Regions from separate parts of the Zea mays genome. Here region 1 is linked to region 2. The links are chromatin contacts, called in public Hi-C maps. All regions are on one chromosome and are shown on one strand. Each heading gives the region's core, a stretch centred on a gene start, on an enhancer-like site or on the middle of the called end of the contact. The rest is flanking DNA. Distances are from core to core; before and after follow the strand shown. Region 1 holds the start of LOC103626187. Region 2 holds the start of LOC100192842 (Protein NRT1/ PTR FAMILY 5.2).

Region 1 (3,139 bases), core at 24-2,523, 490 kb after region 2:
GCCAAAATTTATTACTATTCAATTTTGAATAGCAAGTGATTTTGATCCTCTCAATTACTCTTAGTCTCAAACAAGACCTAAGCCATCCTGTACATAATAGTCACCGGCATATCATAAGCAAACATAAGCACAGCTACAACTACAACTACAAGCAGTGGTGGTCGTAGGAAGCAGTGCCGTCGTCGAAGTTCTGGGAGTAGCTATGCGGGTCGTACCCGAACCTCACCGCGGTTCGCCTCGGCCGCGCCGCGCGTCTTCTCCAAGAGCGCCTCAGCCTCAACAGCAGCCGCTTCACCGCCGCAGCTGAACGGCGGTGGCCGCCGCTCCTGGCGTGGACCCTACCGCCCAAGCCGCTGCCTCCGGTGTACGGGCCTAGCAGAGACGCCGCCATGATCGTTCACTCCGTCGGTTGGGTTCTCACAGGTCACTGACGCTCTTGCCACTAACTAACTAGCTGTGTGCTCTATCTGCTCCGAGCGGAATAATACGTATTTGTGTGCTGCAGCTGTAGCTTCTGAAGATGTTGTGCAAAACGAAACCTCGCATGCCGCAGATTTATAAGCTCGGATGCTGGGAGCGTTCCGACACGCGTCGATCGAAGCCGCCGCCCGGACCCAGCAGCGCGCACTCACGTCGTACGTGTACATGGTGACGAGGCATCCACTACGGCGATCGTGCGAAAGGGTCTATGCAACTTCATGCATGCATGTTTTTTTTGTAAGTCGCCGTCGTGCAGTCGGAAGAAAGACACAGCCGTCTACCATCAAGAACGGAAGAGCATGTGCATTTGCTTTAGTGACGAAATGAAAATCGGACCTCGATTATTTGCTAGAGGATGAGAGGTTGGCCATGGCGGCAACTGTGGCCACGGCGGCGCCGGCGCCTGCTCACCTGCGCTGCTTCCGTTCCTGCCTGTCCTCCCGATCGATAAGGTCGGCGCCTTCCTGTGCCGCTGGGTCATGCATGCATGTCGGAGTGGTCATCTGTTAGTTTATTTGCTGTAGAGATGCCGGTCGGTCAGCGGTTGATACGTACGTGGCCTGTTCAATGCATGAACGCATGTGCGGAGGGAGCTAGACGATTTCATCGAAGATCGGTGGTGGGTTCACTCTTCAGTGACGATGGATAGATGCGTGCTAGAGCTAGCACTCCTAGTATGGTATTTTTGGATAATAATAACTGGTTATTACTGTTTGTTTTTGGATGATCTTATCCTTGTACTGATCGAACATGACTAAAGCTTAGGACGACGTGGGCATTTTCTTTTAATTTACAGCTGGAACATGCATGTGTATATATGGTCTTTTTGAAATTAAATCTCCATAAGAAAAAGAGAAAAGATGACATCGAGCTGAGTCATCGTTGCACAGGATCAATGTGGGACAGCGGCGGATTAGAATGTGTCATCTACAGACTACAACGGATCTCTGCGTCCTAGAGAGAAATGGAAAGGGAACGCATTAATGTTATGCTAAAGCAAAAATCTCGAGAAAAGGCAGAGCTTCTAGGTTTTTTTTAAGAAAGGGAAGCTTGGAGCTAGCTACTTGCGCGTAGCCTTCGAAGCACCTTTGAGTTATCTTGTGCAAAGAAGCCGAATGTATGTTTGTAAACATATACATTACAAAGGAAGATGGAATAAATATTGCTAAGGCACAAGATATGAGTTTCACACTTTATTGTTCATTGTCATATCATTCATTATGGTTTTGTTCGCATCTCTTTCTAAAGACCTTCGTCTTCAAACCATCACTTCAAAGAAGTGATAACTTAAGAACGAAGGTTCAGACTTTCAAAGAAGTGGCCAACAATATATATGGTCTCTTATGAAATCTTCAAAAAAGAAGAGATATGACATCAAGCTGCCGTTGCACAGGATCAATACAATATATATGCATGAGGGCGGATTAGAATATGTGTCATCTACAGACTACAACGAATTAGAATATGTGTCATCAACTATACAACCACCATGAGCGCTTTCTTCGTCCTCGCTATTGTTGTTTTATATTAACTTCTAACTTTTCATCTCTTTTCTCGTCTCCATCTTCTTCGCCTAGATTCTTTCGCACCACCATAGAGGGCATCGACATTCCTCCGTCGGCAAGCGCCTCAAACCGCTATCGTGACTCTCCGCTGACCAGCGGGGCAAGAAGAGGCGAGGTAGAGGAGGAGACGTCGCTGTCAGCGAAGCGGGGCTGGGTAGGCGGACAAGGAGACGCTCCGGAACTCGAGTTTAGTTTTGGTTCTTGGCAAAAAAAATCGAGATGTTAAGGTCGATGATAATATATATATTGCTTATTTTCATGAAATCGTTATATGCTAATATTTTATTGAATTACGTGTCGTCTCAAGGCACTCATTGTACTGGTCGTTATTTGATGCACGGTCAATTGCACACACGCGAGTAGAATACTGACACGTGAAACAATGTGTCTGATGACTCTGATCTGATGCCAGTGGGACTTCGGAAGATCGGCTGTGGATTCAGTGTTGACGATGGATGAGCAATCCAAGCCACTCACCATGGATAATAGCTGACTTCTGCAGGTTCTTTTTGGATGATTGTATATATCCTCGTATGGAGGATGACTAAAGCTTAGAACATGCACTGTCTTTTGATATCTTTCAGAAAAGAAAAGAAAAAAGATACCATCGAGCTGAGTCATCCGTATTATATGCACATGTGGGAGCGGATATATTAGAATGTGTCACTACAACGAATTTCTACATCATAAAGAAAGAGAAAGGGTACGCCACACTACTGTTATGTTAAAGCAAAAGCTAATCTCTAGATGAGGCGAAGCTTCTAGTTGCATGCGCCTTTCGTTCAGCCAGGGATGCTCGGTGATGGTGGAATGGCAGCGCCTACATATATGCAGGAGAATTGAATGCGTGGTAGTACAGGATCATCCGAGTCATCACGGTCCAAGGATGAGTCACCATGACTTGCTTTTAAGGTTTTGCCGCTCCTGACCTGATGCATGCCAGTTTATCAGTAGCTTTGTTCATTTGACTGTCAAGCTTAGTCTTTTTCCGAACTGATGGTGATGTCGCCTGCTGTCTGCTGATATAAAGAGATCCGTCGATAGTCCCGGCTAACTACTTGGATCTTTTCTAAGTAGGGATAAAAACGGTGGAA
Region 2 (3,050 bases), core at 15-2,514:
GTGGGAGTTTACTGGTGTTTGTTTGCTTCCCCAGTTCCAAAAACAAGGGCGTCGTTTTCTTTTTTCTTTCCTCGTGCGTGGACACAACTTTTAGACTATCTCTAACAGACTTCTCATCCCATTCTCAATCTTACTTTTTATTTCAAACTTTACTCTACAAACATTACAGTTTATAATGAAAGACATTACTTTGTACATCCATTTACACGGCCTGCTGAAGATAGCTTTGTGGGGGGCAAGCTGCTAGCAAGCGTACTTTGAGAATCCCTTGGTTCTCACTATCTTCAGCAGCTTTTCTTTATATATCCCTTTTTCATTGTCCCCACTAAAAAAATATTATCTCCTGTATTTGTTATTTACCTCTTTGGGGCGTACTCTATATCTCATTTCTTTATACATAAATATTTATATTAAAGATATATTTCGCTCAAGATGCATCTAGCGTCCCCAAAAAGAATGCTATACTATTAGTACTATAGTAGCACTAGTAGTACGCATTGCCTCAGCTCAGCTTGCACGGAGACAGACAGACAGACAGACACTCCCAGTGTCCCAGCGCGCATAGGCCTTCTGTGATGCTACTCTGGCTCAGCATCCTCCGTCCATCATCCATGGAGAAACAGCTCTCATGCTCACGTACATGGCGTGTCTCGCGCTTGGGCGCGGCCGCTCGACGGAGGTCGACTGGTACTACCGCAGAGAATGCGGCCGGGGTGACGGTCCGATGGGCAGCACAGCAGCTAGCGCTCTGGATCCAAAGCCAACCACATGGCTGACTGTGATTGGCAGGCTTCAGCCTGACTGCCTGCCTACCGCCATGGATCCTGTTCCTACAAAGTACAAACCCGTCTGGGGCCTCCAGAGCTACTAATTAATCTGCAAGCTAGCAGCTTGTGCTACTGCTATCTATCTACGGCATCATGTTAGCCTGTCTAGTGCGTGTTTACGTACCCCAGACACCCAGCCCGGCCGGTTTGATTAGTGGAAAATAAAACAGAGTCTGCTGCCTACAACTACAACGACGAAGCCGATAATCCGGCCGGTAGTATGATTTCCCGTACGTACGTACGTACGTACCTACAACGAAGCCGCATGCTTTCCACCCTCCCCGCTTGGACCGGAGCACCGGGTTCCCGTGGAGGTCCACCGTGCCGTCCTGCGTGTACTCATCGTCGTCGCCAGCGCCCGCCTCCAGCCTCTCCGCCATGGGGTGACCTGACCTCTCTCTCTCTCTCTCTCTCTCTCTCTCTCTCTCTCTCCAGCAGCTCCAGGCCGCTGATCTAGCTCGTGTGCCAGCTCTAGCAGCTGGTGGGCGCGCTTTATATAAGCCCCGGTCCTCCACGGGCCGGGTCAACGTGGGACTGAAACTGTGTGTAGGACTAGGAGAGCTGCTTTTCAGTTTCCATTCAGGTTTGGAACTCTTCACTTCGGATAAGCTACACTCCATCGACCATTCATTCATTCATTCATGCATGGGTTAACAAAGCTTATTAATTAGTTCCTCTGTTCTAAGAGCAAGTACAATAATGAGCTCTAAACCTACTTACATGACATTTTTTTCTTTTTCTTACGTGGAAGAGAGACATCAAAAGGTAGAGGGAGTTGGCTCTAATGTAAGAGCTAGGTGATACATGAGCTTTAAGATAAAAGGATGAAAAAGAAAGTGACAAGGGATTCATCTAAGAGCCAAGCTTAGAATCAATTTTATTATATGAGTGTGATTATTATTGACAATAAATGACATGGTAAAAAAGTTAGAGCCAACAACAAGCTCTATTATTAAACTTACTCTAAGGATATAAGGGCATGTACAGTGGAGAGACACCAAAACGGTTCTCCAAGCACAGGAGAGAACTAAGAGACTCTATTGTACAATGGAGTGTCTCTAAACGTAGTCTGTTAATAAATACAGAATTAAATGTATTTGTATAGCATCAGATCGATAGAACAGACGACAAATTCGTACAGTGGGAAGTGAGGCGTCTGTTGTTACTTGGTTTACGAGCCAGATGCGTCTCTTCACGGAGAGACGGCTCTAAGATTTTTTTGCAAATAACCCCCTAAAACACCTTAAGAGCCCCCACATTAAACACCACTGTACATGCCCTAAAGGATAGTAACTTAGAAGTTGAAAGATTGATTCAATAATGCATCAATTAATGCAACGGAAACTGTGCTAGTCTAGTATTAGTACGTCCGTTTCAAACAAGGCCCCTGGGTTCAACTCCGGGCCTCTCCGGCCGACCAGCTCCCAGATGGCATGTGTGGCGGCGAGCGCAGGGCATATCACCGGTCGCGAGCAGGCACGCGTAGCGGCGTAGGTATCTCGTGTGTCGATTGCTGCGGCCCTAGGCTAGTAGTAGGCTAGCCCCCGATCGAGTGTGTCCACGCGCAACGGACAAAGATGAGTAGTACTACGTCGTCGCCTCGCCAGGATCCGGCGGCAAGCAGAAAAACCAGCTCCAGTAGCTGGGGGCGGGGTATCCATCGATCGGACGAGTCAACAAGACAAGTAGCCATGCCCCATGCAGTAGGCTCACTTGCCCAGACATCCTGGCCTAGTCCGGATTGGCTTGAGATGAATGAAGACTTCTCAGCGCACGAGCTAGATTGGCTGATTGAGATGCAGACGAAGAATCCGACCCACCCACCACCCAACTGGAACGGGCGGGCGGCGGCTTGTTGGGCGTAATTTATACACGGCTTCGATCCCACCTGTCGGAGATCACGAGGAGGATCTCCCATTCCCATGCATGCGTCGACCCGTTCCACGGCAGAGAGAGGCAATACTATATATATAATATAACGACCATAGGTAGAATCTTCGAAGAATTTGTTTTCTTTCCGGAAGAACTTAGAGGGTATTTGATTCTCCTCACTAAAATATAGTCTAACCGACTATATGATGTTTGAAAATAAATTACAAATATTAAATACAGTCCAATTACAAAAGCAAATCTCTACTGCTATTAAGACACGAAGTGAGATGCCCACACAGATGAGGCCGTGCCCCCGCCCCTGTCCTCACTGGACCCCTCCCCGACTGCCTA

What was found. Hi-C and Micro-C count contacts between places; a contact is called where the count stands out from the background.
Region 1: a Hi-C map of bundle sheath shows a contact between it and region 2, with 2.3 times the contacts expected there. The contact joins the promoter of LOC103626187 here to the promoter of LOC100192842 in region 2. A contact is called at or near these places in 2 of 25 Hi-C or Micro-C datasets (bundle sheath and ear).

What each region holds. Positions count from the first base shown.
Region 1 is chr5:31,906,309-31,909,447 of Zm-B73-REFERENCE-NAM-5.0, forward strand. It overlaps LOC103626187, which reads right to left and starts at 1,274. Exons shown (of 1, transcript XM_008646579.4): 1 at 1-1,274. The coding sequence starts at 391. The coding sequence ends at 146.
Region 2 is chr5:31,421,206-31,424,255 of Zm-B73-REFERENCE-NAM-5.0, forward strand. LOC100192842 (Protein NRT1/ PTR FAMILY 5.2) reads right to left here and starts at 1,265. Exons shown (of 3, transcript NM_001138032.1): 1 at 1,078-1,265. The coding sequence starts at 1,207.